Linked DNA regions of Cricetulus griseus: region 2 is linked to region 1. Evidence: chromatin contacts called from public Hi-C data. All regions are on one chromosome and are shown on one strand. Each heading gives the region's core, a stretch centred on a gene start, on an enhancer-like site or on the middle of the called end of the contact. The rest is flanking DNA. Distances are from core to core; before and after follow the strand shown. Region 1 has its middle 23 kb from the start of Actr10. Region 2 has its middle 22 kb from the start of Tmx1.

Region 1 (7,806 bases), core at 3,194-5,693:
AGCCCTAGACAACATAGAGGCAAAGGATCATGGATCTGTTTCAAATAAGAGATAGACACACACACACACACACACACACACACACACACACCACAGACACACACACACACACCCCAAAACAAACAAAACTACGGGCAGCAGGCTGCTTTTGGCTCCCAAGCTATCTGTGATGGACAATCTTAAGTGTCAGCCTGAATGAATGTCTAGATTAGTAAGGTGTACCACTGGTATATCTGTAAGGACATTTCAGAGAGGTCTGGACTGAATGTGGGGTGCAGCAGCCCATGGCCTGACGGCACAAATAGGTTAAGGAGAAAGTGAAAACAGACCTTCTTTCTGGGCATCCTGGCTGCTGTAGTGTGAGCTGCTCTGTTGCCACCACCCTGCCTCACCAATACCTTAGTGAGCTAGAACAAATCCTCATTGCAAGCATGGTATGAGGAAAAGCCACATGGTTATCTGTGTGTGTTTACATGTTCAGTGCATGACAAATGGTCATGAAGGACACTTAACAAACAAAGCTATGAGTAAATCTGAAGAGATGAGCTAAAGACATGAAAAGAAGACGACCTTTGCTGTTTTCTTCTAAACTATATATTCTTCTTGGGATATTAGTATTTTAGAACAACAGATCCTAGGCTGGAGGGTTAATTTAGCAGGCAAAGGTGCTTACTGCCGAGCGTGATGACCCCAGGTTTGAGAAACTGACTCCCACATGCTGTCCCATGATCTTTACACACACACATACACACACACACACACACACACACACACACACACACCTTCATTAAATAAAAGTAAATTTTAAAATTAAAAGATTTAATCCCAGCACTCAGGAGGCAGAAGCAGGCAGATCTCTGTGAGTTCGAGACCAGCCTGGTCTACAGGAGCTAGTTCCAGGACGGCCTCCAAAGCCACGGAGAAACCCTGTCTCAAAAAAAAAAAAAAAATTAAAAGTAGACTAATTCAGGAAGTGACTACCTTTTAGGGACTATTGTCAAGGGTAGAATGCAGAATACTAGGGAGAGGTGCCACACAGAGAAGTGAGAGTTCCACAGAACAGAGCTAAATAAATGTTTGCAGTGAGGAGTTGGGAGAGAAAGGGAGTCCCCTCAGAAAGCAGTAGTAGAAGGGCAAGAGGGAAAGATAGAAAATAAGAGGGTGCCTACACCCAGGACCCACAGACAGACATCCAGGACCCACAGCAGACATCTGGGACCTGCAGACAGACATCTGGGACCTTCAGACATTGAAAGCCAGCTGGCACACACACATGGACAATAAGGAGAGAGAACGCTTACAAGAAATGGCTTCGAATGAAGACAGGCTTGTCCAAACTGAGGGGGGGAGGGGGGAGAGACACAAAAAAACAGGGAACACCCAGAAAACAAGTAATGAAGACAAGTTCAGGACAGATCATCAGGCAATTTTCAAAAATCCCAGAAAGTCTCATAATGTGTTTGGCTTTTAAAGAACGATATGGGAGGTTTACAGTTCTGTGAAGACTATAGAAAAAGTCAGTTATACAAATACAGATACAAATAAAGGAGTATTATCTGAGGACATCGGCCTGTGCTGCATGGCTCACATGGCCGGCTCCCAAAGCCAACACTACTTAGGGACATAAAGTGTTAGTCATGGAGGAGGGAATTGTGTCTGAGGGGAGAATGTGTATAAAGGGACCAGGGAGATTCTCACTTTTCCTATTAGAAAGCTGCCAATAGCCCAAAGTGAATGAAGAAGCATGAAAAGGCAGAATGCAGATATTATAAAAATGTGATTTCAAAAATATGGATGTAAGCCAGGCAGTGGTGGTGCACACCTTTAATCCCAGCACTTGGGAGGCAGAGGCAGGAGCATTTCTGTGGGTTCAAGGCCAGCCTGGTCTACAGAGTGAGTTCCAGGACAGGCTTCAAAGCTACACAGAGAAACCCTGTCTCAAAAAAACAACAAACAAACAAACAAACAAACAAAATATACATGAAAATTCTTTTTTTCTGAGACCACATTGTGAGTTGAAGTCATTGGTATGTAGAGGTGGTGCCTGGTAGTCTTTGACTTTTAAATTATACTAATGTATCACTTGGAAACAATTTATTATTTTTCCTAATTTATTTACATGTATATTTAGAGACAGGATTTTTTGTTTGTTTAAGTAGCCCTGGCTGTCCTAGAACTCACTCTGTAGACCAGGCTGGACTCGAACTCAAACACCCACCTACCTCTGCCTCCCAAGTGCTGGGATTAAAGGTGTGCACCACCACCACCACCGGGCTAATTTTTTTTTCTTTTAAAGAGATCAAAATTATTTCGCACACTAATCACTGAACAGCTCTTAGTGAAAGCCACAACGAGGCGATGGCAATGATGAGGTGGTGACATGGCTTCTGTCCGGAAAGTGCTGCTGTGTTTGTGTAGAAAAGATAAGACCTGGGTGCACAGCCCAGCAGGCTGCCGTTCCTCCGGAGGTCGACTCTTCTGGCAGTGAACTTGGGCTACTCTGCGAGGTGTTAGGATATTAATGAAAAGGCCCTTGGGGGCCACATGGAAGTTGTGGCCAGAAGGTACCAGAAGGTGAGGCGGCTCCCCCTTTCTGGGCAGGCAAGGAAGCGTGGCGCAGATGCCCCTGAGAACGATCTGTCTCTAGTTTCCTGGGTGAGAACAGCCAACAGATGGGTGTCTGGTAACCCAATGCCCCTGTTGAAAGGACCCAAGTCAATTGTTCCACCTGGCACTGGCGCTGGCTCTGCCTCCAGTTTCAGCTTCGAGCCTCTGGAGGGGGCTAAGGACAAAAAGTGGAACCTGAGACCCTGTATTCAGAGGGAGGGGCTGGAGACACAGAGGGTGGGGTGCCTGGAGTTGAGGGAGGGGATACTCACGACAAGTTTGTGAATCAATCCACCCTAATTCAAGGGCTCATAAACCTAAAGGAGGCTTTGAAGCTACATGGGAGCTTTTCTAAATGCCAGTCAGAACCTCCGGGGGTGCTGCCAAGGACCGTGATACACCCATCCATCCTTCAACCTCTGTCAGAAACCTGCCGGAGGCAGCCCTCTCTACCTGAGTTCTTTCTCCTCCTCTGTCCCTAAGTTTAGACGCACAGGATCTGCATCTCAGGATCTGGCATGAATGCTGAAACCCAGTCTAACAGCCAAGGTCTGTGATTGGTGCAGCAGGAGGCACGGATGCCGGGGCGGGGTTTTCCTGTAGGTCATTGCCATCTTTCATCCCAGGCATCTCCAGGGAGAGATGGCGTGAAAAGGGAGGGGTGGGGATCAACAGGGAGGGTGAAGTGGTGGACTTATTAGATGGTGAAGATTAACAGAGCTTTCTTTATTCTTAAAAAATTTCAGGAGGTTGTACACACAGGTACAGGACCATTCCCCACCCACCCAGCTCCTGTTTGTGGTGACATCCTAAAGACCTGGTTAGCGCTGGGCCTGTCGAAGGAAAGGATGCAATTAATACTGAGCTTAGCAACAAGTGGAAGTTCTGTAGCCAGGTGTCAGGGAGCCAGATGAGTAGGGTAGGTCACAAATATGTCGCCTCTTGGGACATCCTTGTCCTGATCATCTCTCCTGGTCTTAGTTCGTGACAGTTCTCTTTGCCCATCAATTCTAAAGGTGACTTCTATCATGTCCCTACCCTGTAGAGATTTTTCGGTAGTACCTGTCCTAACCACCAATTCCCCTTCACTAACCTGTTTGTTATTCTTTGATGGTCTCCTCTTAAGTCACAGTATAGGCTCTGAGAAAGCTTACTAACGGAAATACTAATCCCAACCTCTCAGGGGTGCAGCCCAAGAGCAGTGATACACCCACCCATCCTTCTGACCCCTCTTGGAAACCTGCTATACCAGGTGCACAATACCACCCAGCCTCTAGATCAGCTATGTAAAACAGATGACAAGTGATGGCCTTAGGTAAGTGAATATAATAACATTCAACTACAGAAGAAAACTTGAATTCATCCTAAATTACATTTTATTTTTTTTACGGAGTGAGACCGATCTTAGGATGGATTTTTGCCTACTTGGTGTTAATTTTTCTCCAACTCCATCCTTGGAAGCTGCTGATGTACTGAGCTGTTCACGTTGTGGATTACATTTTAACGAATAAGGACAACAAGCAAGGATTATCCTAAGCAGACAGCTTAGCCACATCACAATGCAAGAAGCTTTTGCTCAGCATTGGGGAAGATGGAAGCACATCAAACCGGATGAAATGAAGAAATCAGCTCTCAGAAGCAACCAGAAGGAACACCGCTACAAGCACCAGGGGAGGGTGGACCTCCAGTGGTCTTCATTCTACACAGGACAGTGAGAATTCTCTTTCATCCCAGACAGGGTGTTATTCTGACTAAATGCAACTGTACATCTTCAGATGTTCCAGGAGCCTCACATTCTGTGGTTTACAGGCCTGGGGGAAGAATGATTCCTTCCTTGGCATGGCTCCAGTCAAAGGCTCAGCATGGAGGCAGCCCCGGGTGGGTGTTCACTAGCTGTTCAGGAATGATGAACAAAACCACAGGCAGAGATGGCATGGCATACAGATTTCTGGTTCCGTCCAGTGTTTCAGAACAGTGAGCAAGACAAGGGATTGGCTTCTAGAACATCTATCTCCCTCACCTCCTTGATTGGCAGATGAGTGACTCCCAAGCATAGTCTGTGGGAAAGGGGAATGGTCTTCTGGAACATTAAATGGGTTCAGAGTGGGTGGGGTGGCTTCAGTTGGAGCTGGATCCTGCCTGTTCCCGACTGCAGCCTGACCTCTGGTGGTCAAAGAGAGTGGTTCACAAGAGCAACTCCAGGGGGAAAATGATAGGCTTGGAAAGGCTGCCTGAACGCCACAATGGCTCCCACCAACACTGGGACTAGCCGAGGAGGTCATATCGGCTGTGGATTCCTTGCTTCCCTGGTGTGGAAGGTGTGCATTGGTAGTGTAGTATTCATACCGTGGCTTCTTTTCTTTTCCCACACAGGTATGTACCTAGCTGGAACACCCAAAGCCACTTCTGAGAAATGACAGAGATGGCTCTGCTACATGGCTGGCCCCTTCCCTGTCCCCCTGGGTTCCGGTGTGGCTCACTCACCGTCCAGACCGTGCTCAGCTTCCTAACCTGCAGTCAGTCACAGAATGAAAGCGTTCCTTAAGGTTTCCTAAGCAACACACCTGAACCAGCTGTACCTCGAGCTAAATAAAGCACACAGAGCCTTTATATTCCCAAAATCCATTTCAAGGAGTGACCATTCTTCTGTCTGGTGACTACTGGGTTGTGAAGTCAGAAAAGGTAAGTGTGGTGTCCTTGCAGTGAGGAGTTGTGAGCAGGAAGTCTGGAGGGGTAGATGGTGGCTGTGTGCAGTTCACTCAGCCAGTCACCTAACACGAAGCTAAAGGCCTCCTGTAAGGCCAGTACCAGGCTGGATGCTAGAAGCACAAAACAAAGTAAGCTATGTGCACAACCCTCAAGTCATCTTTGTTCCTGTGAGGAGCAGAGGAAAGACACTCAACCCAAGAGCTGCCACCCATGGACTTCTCTGGTAGGTCTAAAGCCTTGGTCTCCTGCTGGACCACACCACCCTCCACCCAACCAGTCACAATTCATCGAGTAGAAACTACTGACCCTTGAAGCCCTTCTATGAGGGTGACTCTTTTACTATCTTCATTTTACAAGAGAAACCGAGCCTCAAGGAAGATCAGACAGTTTGCCCCATGCCGAATGGGCCCCCTGGTACCAGAGTCTGCCTTTCTTCAGTGCTCATGCTGCCATCTACCAGATGACAGTCCTCTGAACACTTAGCCTCCAATCTTTCTACCACTGCTTTGTTGCTTTGAGTTAACATCTTACTCTCTCACCTTGAGACTCATTTGTTCTTATTTTATGTGTGTGTTTTGCTTACATATATGCAAATCTGCCATATTCATGGAGTGCCCACGAGGCCAGAAGAGTGTGCCAGATCCTCTGGAGCTGAAGTTAATAGACAGTTATGAATCACCTGGTGGGAAGCGAACCAGTGTCCTCTGTAAGAGCAGCCAGTGCTCCTAACCGCTCAGTCATCTCCCCAGCCCCTCACTCTCTCGCCTTAGAAGTTGTCTCCAGCCACTCACCCATCCTCTGCTCTCAGATGACATCGCACACACGCCTGCCAATCACAACTCACTCATTGCCAGCCTCTCTTCCTACCCTTAGGACCACATCCCTTCCTTTTATTTCCTGTCTTTTCTTTCCTCCCCCTCCCCCTTTCTTTTCTCTGTGTAGTCCTGGCTGGCCTGGAACTCCCTCTGTAGACCAGGCTTGAACTCACAGAGATCTGCCTTGCCTCTGCCTCCCGAGTGCTGGGGCTAAATGTGTGTGCCACCAGGGTCATATCCTTTCAACCCTGTACTCACTCCCTCCTCTCAGTCCATAAATGTGACAAAAGCTTTCCTTTTCTAAACCAGCACACAAGTGAAACACAAGAATATAAAAGACTCTTGCCCTCCGTCCAGTCCTACCTCATCACTCTGCCCACCTTCTCCTTATACAGATCCTGAAGGTATCCACCCAACTGTCCCAACCCTATTTCTTGTTTACCTGCTACCCCTGCTTCTGCATCCATCCAGAACCATCTCATCCACATTCCTGGTTCAAACTACACCTACCTGGTGCTGTCTCCCAAAACAGATGGAACCAATCATCCCACCCCAGTCCCCAGCCTTGAATAACCCCCTAGTCACCTCCGCCTCTCGTACTCAGGTACTCCATATCAGCATCACGACATTGACTTCTGAACTAGCTCCTCCTGGGAGTCTCCCTATCAGCTGGTGAAGCCATTGTCCCTTTTTTCCTTTAAGCCAGAAACTTGGAAATCACACGTGTGTGTGTGTGTGTGTGTGTGTGTGTGTGTGTTGGGGACTGAAGACAGAGCTTGACCACTACTGCTCTCCTTCTGAGCTTTGTCCCTTGCCCACTTGCCACATGGTAGTTGCTATTTAGTAATCCCCTTTTGTGTGGGTCTCCCCGATGTTCCTAGGTATGTATTTTACCATCATCCGGAGTGCAGGAATGCCCTTCTAAATCTGTCTCCCCTCCCTAGAAGGATCTATGTACATTTTGAATGGACTTCCCTGAAATCTCCAGGAGCTCGGCCCTTTGGTGGGAAATACAACATACTCTGATCTTGCAGCTGTTTCTGCCCCACCCATCACACTCTGTGGTCCTCTCTCTAACAGCACAAAAGCTGCTGTGGTCCCCGTAGGTGGCTTGTAGTTAGTTTGTCATTTCCAGTCAGTATGTCTCTCTGAGGACATTTTTTTTCTCACCCTAGTCCCCACTCCTCAACCCATTCATTTATTAGGAATCATTTTTAACGACCCCATTTCTGGGTGCATTACCTCCAACCGTTTATGCAGGAATCTACCACATTTTGCAGTTTCTGGGGAAAGATGATGCCACCTAACTTGAGCACTGGGCTTCTGAATACCTCATGCTTGCAAAATGAAATTTACCAGGTATCCATTACATATGCTCTGGGTTTCCTAATCCACTTTATGCAAATGAGGAGGAAGGACCTGGAAAGAAAATGAACACCCCACCAGCAGAAGGCAACAGGGAGCCTTGGCTCTGAGGACTGGCAGAGTCACTTCTGCCTGGGCCTGGGTGTATCTGAGAAAGGGTGTAGATTAAAGTCCTCTCCTAATCCCAGTACTGGCACAGCCACAGGAGACAGGTGGTGTATGTGTATGCTAAAGCAAAGAACTCGGAGAGAAATGTAAATGTGTGTCTTTGATGCAGAGGAAGGAATAAGGATTATATTCTAATTTTCAT
Region 2 (7,806 bases), core at 1,783-4,282, 450 kb before region 1:
AAAATGTCATTTTTCATCGTTGTTGACACCTGGTGATAGGTTTCTATAGGAGCACAGCAAGGCTGGGAGCAGTGCTGAAGGTGTCTTTTGATATCTGTGTTTGTCTGTGTGGCATAAAAGAAAATTCAACTTGATTTACTTGCTGTGTTTTCTCTCCATGACCGTGAAAGCCCTCTTGGCCTATGCTCTCAGTCCCACATTAGACTCTGGGAGAGTTTGATAATGAAGTAGAATAGCCAGGCACTGACATGGTAATGGATATTTTGTGGGTTTAGTGAGTGCTCCTACTGATTGGAATTTATTTATCTGTATCTATAACTTGTCTTTTAGGGACAGCCTGTATACTTTTCTTCACTTGAGCCTCCATGACCCCTCTCTACAATCCCCTAAGACAAAGAAGGGTGAGCAAGTAGGTCATTTGAAAATGATCCTGTTAAGCTGACGTGAGAGACCGAAGGGGCTAAATGAGGCCCAGGGGAAAATATTAAGACCTATTGTGGAGTTGTTGGTTTGTGTGGGTGACTGCTACCCAGTCTTTAATGGGATAGTGTCAGTTTTTTTCAGATATGTTTGCCTGGGAAACAAGACCAGGAAACATTTATGCATTGGCTTCTGCCTCCTGTTGACTAAATCTAGTCACTTCAAGCACTACAAAAAGTGGACCAAAACGATGTCTTGTGGTGGGTAACAGATGACCCATAAAATGCTGTGAAGTTAATGTGATTCAGCTGAATTCTGAGCATTCAGTATGCCTTTGGAAATTGCTTTGGAAACTACTTGCAGCCTTGGAAATTACATCTGGGAAGATAGAAAACACACAATCTTCCCATTTTTCCACAGATCTGCCAAAGAGACAAATGGGCTATGTTTTATTTTCTGATACTTTAAACCAAACATTATTCTGCTGACTGGAGATGTTTGCAGCACTCTTCTGACATGATTTACACATCAGTGTCTGAAGGTTTCAGTCAAGTAATAATAAAAAGGTATTCCATGTGGCCATCCCCTAAAGAATGGAACTATTTTGGAGGTTCAACCCTGAGGCTATGGTTATTTTGAGATATGTATAGGCTCACAAAGTAGACTTGTAAAAATAATACAAAGAGCCCCCCATATCCTTAATCAGTTTCCCCTCATATTAGTATGTATTCAACAGAATGATAAGGAAATGAACATTGATACCACAGTATTAACCCACAAATCTTATTTAGATTTTTACCAGTTTCCCCAGTAAAGCACCAAGGTTTTACAACATTTTAGTTGGCATTCTGAACACTCTCCAGTCTTTCTCTGTGTGTCATGGCCTTAATGCTTTTCAAGGTCACTGTCTGTTGTTTCATAGACCCTCCCTCCTCTGGGGTCTGTATGCCATTTTCTCACAATTACAATGAGATTAGACTTTTTTTTTTAATGTTTCAAGTATACCAGAGATATCTACTTGTGCCCTTCTGCAGGTGCAATGTCCAGGAATAGCTACTTTCAGAATGTCTTACACAGGGGGGGGGGCTTCCTTTGATATCTTAGAGCTGGTATATTGGACCTCTGTACTATCAGGTGGCCTTGTCTCCCTTTATAATCAATGGGAGCTTCACGACTAGTGACCTGTCTCCTTTCTCAGAATAGTTTGGCCCACAGTTTTATCATTCATTGCTAGTTATTTGTAACAGTTATTCAAGAGATTTGCTTGATGATGATCTACTTCTATTATTTCTTCCTCATTTATTAGTTCAAATGATAATTTATTTGGGCTAATGGGCAGAATCTACTGTGATTGTAATGTGGGCTGTTACTCAAAGTGTTCAGCCTTTGCTGAGTTAGTGCCTTCCTTCTTTCCTTCCTTTGAACATTTCCTTTCTGGTATCACGTTGTCCTGCTCTAGAGCTGGAATCAATCCTTTTTCCAATGAACTTTGATTCTCTTCATTAGAGAATGCTTTTTGTTTTTTGGTAGTATATAACCCTGGCTAGCCTAGAACTCACTGTGTGTACCAGACTAGCTTTGTACTTACAGAGATCTGTCTGCTTTTGCCTCCCAAGTGCCGGCATTAAGTGTGTACTTCATGGCTAGTCAGTGGTGGTGCAAGACTTTAGTACCAGCACTTGGGAGTCAGAGGCAGATGGATCTCAGTGAGTTCGAGGCCAGCCTGGTCTACAGAGTGAGTTCCAGGACAGCCAGGACTGTTACACAGAGAGACCCTGTATCAGAAAACAAACAAAAAAGTGTGCTTTACCACCCCCATTGTGAGAGTAGTATTTAAAATCTCAGTTCTTGGAGCTGTTGACATGCTCTCTTCCCTGTGTTGTTGTTCTCCCAAGCTTGTGGGGCCAAGCAGCAACTAGACTGAGATCTCAGAAACTGCGGGTCCAAACAAAACTGCCCCTTTAAGTCTTTTCCTCAGCCATTCCAGCTACACTGACACAAAGCTCACAGTGGCCCTCACAGAAGACAGCTTAACAGCACACACCTGTGCTGCAGATCAAATGCACAATTCACACATGCACAGTTCTTTTTAAAGCATTTTTATGGTAGGCCCAATACTTTGGATCACTCTCTTCTCCTTCATGTGCCTATATTATTTACCTATAACGCAGTTAAATTCATTTGCCACTGTTTATTTCACTACCAGTTTTCTCCAAATCCTATCTGAGTCATTTATTTGAGTATGAGAGACATTACATGCCTACCCCCTCCCCCCACCTTGTTTATTTGAGACAGGGTCTCAAACTTGCAAATAGCTGTGATGATTCATATTGATGGTCAGCTTGTTAGGATCTAGAATCAGCTAGGAGACATGACTCTAGCATGTCTGTGAGGAGTTTTCTATAGTGGTGGGAAGACCCACCCTGAACATGGGAGGTACCTACCCATGAGCTAGGGTCCTAGAATGAATAAAATAGAGAAAGCAAGCTGAACATCAGCAGTCATCTCTCTGCTGCCTGACTCTCTCTGACTATGCCTAAATGTGCCTGATTCTGGCTGACTCTGCCTGACTGACTCTCTCTGCCCGACTCTGCCTGGCTGTGCCTGGTTGTGCCTGACTGAATATGCCTGACTGCCTGGTTGTGCCTAACTGCCTGACTGCCTAGCTCTGCCAGCAATGTGACTGATTCTCAAGCTCCGGTTGCCACGATTTCCCTATGAGTGTTTCTGTCAAACTGTGAACCAAAACAAATCCTTTCTTAAGTTATTTTTGTCAGGAATTTCTGAGAAAGGAGCAGACCCTGAAGAAGATTGACACTGCGAAGTGGTGTCCTTGCTGTGATAACCTGACCATGAGGCTCCTGTGCTCTTGGAACTGGTTTCTAAGAGGAATGCGGAAGAGTTTGCAGCTGCAGGCTAAAGGACTCCTAGATTGCTGCCAGCAGAGCTTTAGGAGCTAGTCCGGTGGGGTTTGGGTGGTGATAATGCTGAGAGAAATATGGGTCTTAAAATTATTCCTTTCATCTATTTAGAATTGATTTTTGTGCCAAGTGTGAGAGATCTCATTTCCTTCTTCTGGGATGGATTGCCAGCTCCCCAACACCATTAGTTAAAGGAAGCTGCTCTTTTAATGTATCCTTTTGACCTTTTGTCAAAGCATAGGTGGCTGCAGGTGGCTGTTGGCAGCTGCAGGAAGCTGATTGCAGGTGGTTGACTGTAGGTGGCTGCAGGCAGCTGCAGGTAGCTGGCTGCAGGCAGCTGCAGGTAGCTGGCTGCAGGTGGCTGTAGGTAGCTGTAGGTGGCTATAGGTGGCTACAGATAGCTGTAGGTGGCTATAGGCAGCTGTAGGCAGCTGCAGGTAGCTGGCTGCATATGGCTGTAGGAAGCTTCAGGTAGCTGTAGGTGGCTGCAGGTGACTGTTGGCCGCTGTAGGAAGCTGACTGCAGATGGCTGTAGGTGGCTGCAGGTGGCTGTAGATAGCTATAGGTAGCTGTAGGTGGCTACAGATAGCTATAGGTAGCTGTAGGTGGTCATAGGCAGCTGCAGGTAGCTGGCTGTAGCTGGCTGCAGGTGGCTGTAGGTAGCTGTAGCTGGCTGCAGGTGGCTGTAGGTAGCTGTAGGTGGCTGTAGATAGCTGTGGGTAGCTGTGCGTGGATGGCTGCAGGTGGCTACAGATGGCTGCATGTGGCTGTAGGCTACTACGGCTGACTGCAGGTGTGTGCATTTATTTCTAGGTCTCTTATTCTAGCCGCCTGTCATGCCTGCTTGTTTATTATGGTATTAAGGGTCTATACATAATCTGATATTGGATCCTGTGATTTTCCAGCATTATTCTTCCTGCTCTATTTGGAGTCTTTGAAGCTTCCACATGGGTTTTAGGCTTATTTCTTACTTCTGTGAAGAATGTCATTGGCTTTTTATAGAACTTGCATTGAGACTGTAGACTGCTTTTGGTAAAGGTGTTCACGATATTAATCCTGCCTATTCATGAGTGTGGTGGGGCTTTCCATCCTTTAATGTCTCCTTCAGTTTTTTTATTCAGAGTCTTACAGTTTTCACTGTAATATATATGCCACCCAATAAGTAAGAGATAGCACTGTAGTGTTGTTTCAGTTTACATTTCTGCCTATCCTTATTTTCATGTATTTAAAGCCATCAACATATCTTGGAATGATTCATCTATTGCTTTTTCTCTGCTGGAGTTCAAAAACTCTTTACTTAGGAGGGATGTGTGTCATATAATTATATATACCATATTTATCAGTTGTCTTTTGCCTGCTTATATCTGACTTATTTCCTTTCTCTCCACTATATCTTATTTTGTGTGGTCAACTTATCTTTTGTATTTTATATCTTAGTCTCTGAGATTGGAGAAATTCTTGTTTTCTTTTGACTGTTTTGCATAATTTTATTTGTTACACTTAAATCTCTGATATACTTGGACTTTATTCTTTTGAGTGGCATGAAACATAGATGTACTTTTATCTTTTTTTCCAATGGCCTCTTGTTTGTCTTGATTCCTGTGCTGGCTAGTTTTATGTCAATTTGACACACAAACTAGAGTTATCTGAAAGGAGAGAACCTCAATTGAGAAAATGCCTCTATAAGATCCAGCTGTAAGGCATTTTCTTAATTAGTGATTCATTGGGGAGGGCCCAGCCTATTGTGGGTAATTCCACCCCTGGGCAAGTGGTCCTGAGTTCCATAAGAAAGCAGGCTGTGAAATCCATGGGGAGCAAGCCAGTAAGCAGCACCCATCCATGGCCTCTGCATCAGGTCCTGCCTCCAGGTTCCTGCCCTGTTTGAGTTCTGTCTTGACTTCCTTCCATTATGAACTGCAATGTGGAAGTATGAGCCTAATAAACCCTTCTCTCCCTAAGACAATAGCCTTACTTAAAATTGGTCTTTAGGCCAGGCCTGCTGGTGTCTAACCTTGATCCCCATATTCAGAAGGCAGCAGGCAGGATCCCTGTGAGTGAATCCAAGGTTATCCTGAGTTACAGGCCAGGCAGACCTATATAGTGAGAACCATCTAAAAAAAAAGTCATCTTTGTCCCACTGATTTGAGATGACACTTTTATATATTCACCAAATTTCATGGAATTGCCTTTAAATTTCCCGCTTTCCTCTTTTATACTTTGCCAGTGTGCTTTCTCGTAGTATATAGAAAATGCCAGAGGACTTCATGGTGTCTGTTCATTGCCTCTGGCCACAGAAGATGTTCTGGTGTTTGTTCCTCAAGGACAGTAAACCATTGCAGCAATAATTTTTAAAGCTAGAGAAATTTGCCTTCAGGCTGTGTATTTATAAAAGATTGTTACCCAGACTGAACCCACAGCTATGAGACATTATGCCTGTCTGTTCCATTGTAAAACCATTAGGATCAGATGGAGCTTTAGAAGCATAGCCTCAGTGCTCTACTGAATAACTGCACTGAAACCAAGTCCTGTCCTTGGCTCCAGGATGTGTTTCTGAAATTCAGCTGCTGGATGCAGGTGAACAAATCCTAACACGGTGATGACTGCCAGAGTAGAACCGTTAGAATTATGAGGCATTTTACCTTTCCGGAGGCTCTACATTCAGAGTCCAAAGTTGCCTAGGAATCATGATGTCCTTGTTTAGCTTCAGAAAACCCCAAACAAAGTCCAAAGAGTGTCCTCCTGGAATGACTTCTCACTGGGGTGAGAGGAATTCCATTTAAAGGATCCATTCATCCAGATAATGTGATTAACAGCCCCGGCAGGAAGATGAGTAGAGACCACTGTTGTATAGTGTCTTTTCCTCACCACATGAGGTCAGAATTAAGTATTTGTCAGTGCCAGGTATGCTGCTTTGCCCATGGGGGTGGGAGGGGTTCAAATTTCAGAGTAAATGGGAAGGAGCGGAGGCATAGTAAGTTTTTGCTTTTATTTTTCTCTTTCTGTTTTAATATTGACTCATTTTAAAGTGTTGAAGGTGCCCCACAAGATAAAACTGCAACTGGCATATGCCTATGAGACAGACCATGTGGCATTTGACCTGGGTCTAAGTTCTGTCATTCAGTGTACATTTTTCCAGTGTCGTCTATCTCCTCGTAAACTTCATGTTTCTTCATGGCCGAATAAAATTCCATTGTGTGCAGTAACCACATTCCATTCTCTGTTCATCAGCTGATAGACTTCTCACTTGCTTCCATTTCTTAGCTGTGGTCAGTGGTCAGCAATGAACATGCATACAGGTATCTCGAGTAGGGTATAGAGTCCTTTGGGTATACAACAAAAAGTGGTACAGCTGGTTCAAAGGTGTAGGAACCCACATTGAGGGGGCATCATCTGTTGGGTCCATACCTGAGAGGAGGAGTGTGGATTGAGGAAAGGAAAAGGCAAGAGACAGGAGATAGAGACAGGAGGACACCTGGTGAACACCAGGATCAGCCCAAGTTTATTGTTCAAAGATCTTTTATATCCCCATCAAAAGAGGGGAGAAGGCAAAAGACTTCCTTTCCAATGATACAAGGAACAAACAGAGTAATTGCCTCTTCAGTACCCAAAATATCAAGTAACTACATTCTGTTGTTTAGGCAGGACATGCAGAGACCACATCTTAGGCCAAGCATCCTGTTGCACTCACGTCTTAGGGCAGACATCCTTGTGGTTTCACCTTGTAAGAACAAGGGCAGGTTAAAAACTCCCTGACCTTTAGTGAAAATGGAATGGAGTCAATTCTGTGGGCTGCCACACAAATGGTAGTTTTATTTTCAGTTTTTCTGTGAAACCCCCATCCTGATTTTCAAAGTGGGTGCACTTGTCTATACTCCAATCACAGTGTTCCACTCTCTTCATATCCACGACAGCGTTTATGATGGCTAACTTTCACTGTCAACTAGTTCTGGAATTAACTAAAAGGCCAATTGCTGGGTACCTCTGGGAGGGATTTTCTTGATCAGACTATAGGAAGTGGAATTTCCCGCCCTAAATGTGGGCAGCACCTTCCAGTGGCAGCCCAAATAAAAGATGAAAGAAAGAATCTTTGCTTTTGCTCACTTGTTCTCACCCTTATTGGCAGGTTCATCTACCTTGCTACATTTCTTTGCTGATATTAGCACCTGGCTTTTGCCTTCCAATGTGAAATGAAGGTCAGTGGCTCTCCTGGAATGTACTGAGCCTTCAATGCCAAATTGTGACTCCTTAGGCATCCAGCCATGGGAACTGAGAAACCTACTAGGTTCCTGGCCTCTCTGGTTTGAGATGGTAATTGTTGGACTACCCAGATTGTATTCTGCAAATACCCCTTGTGGTGGTTTGAATAAGAATGGCCCCCATAGACTCATTTGTTTGAATGCTTGGCCCACAGAGAATGCCACTATTAGGAGGTGTGGCCTTGTTGGAGGAAATGTTCACTTTGGGG

What was found. Hi-C and Micro-C count contacts between places; a contact is called where the count stands out from the background.
Region 2: a Hi-C map of the CHK-Q cell line shows a contact between it and region 1, with 3 times the contacts expected there. The contact joins two enhancer-like sites. A contact is called at or near these places in 4 of 8 Hi-C or Micro-C datasets (the CHK-Q cell line, the CHL-YN cell line, the CHO-K1 cell line and 1 more).

Annotation. Positions count from the first base shown.
Region 1 is chr5:132,465,143-132,472,948 of CriGri-PICRH-1.0, reverse strand. No RefSeq gene overlaps it. Among named protein-coding and RNA genes, the nearest start is that of Actr10, 23 kb to the right of the region's middle. Within about 2 kb of position 4,443, at least 2 of the 6 cell types and tissues checked have open chromatin away from gene starts, as enhancers often do.
Region 2 is chr5:132,910,042-132,917,847 of CriGri-PICRH-1.0, reverse strand. No RefSeq gene overlaps it. Among named protein-coding and RNA genes, the nearest start is that of Tmx1, 22 kb to the left of the region's middle. Within about 2 kb of position 3,032, at least 1 of the 6 cell types and tissues checked has open chromatin away from gene starts, as enhancers often do.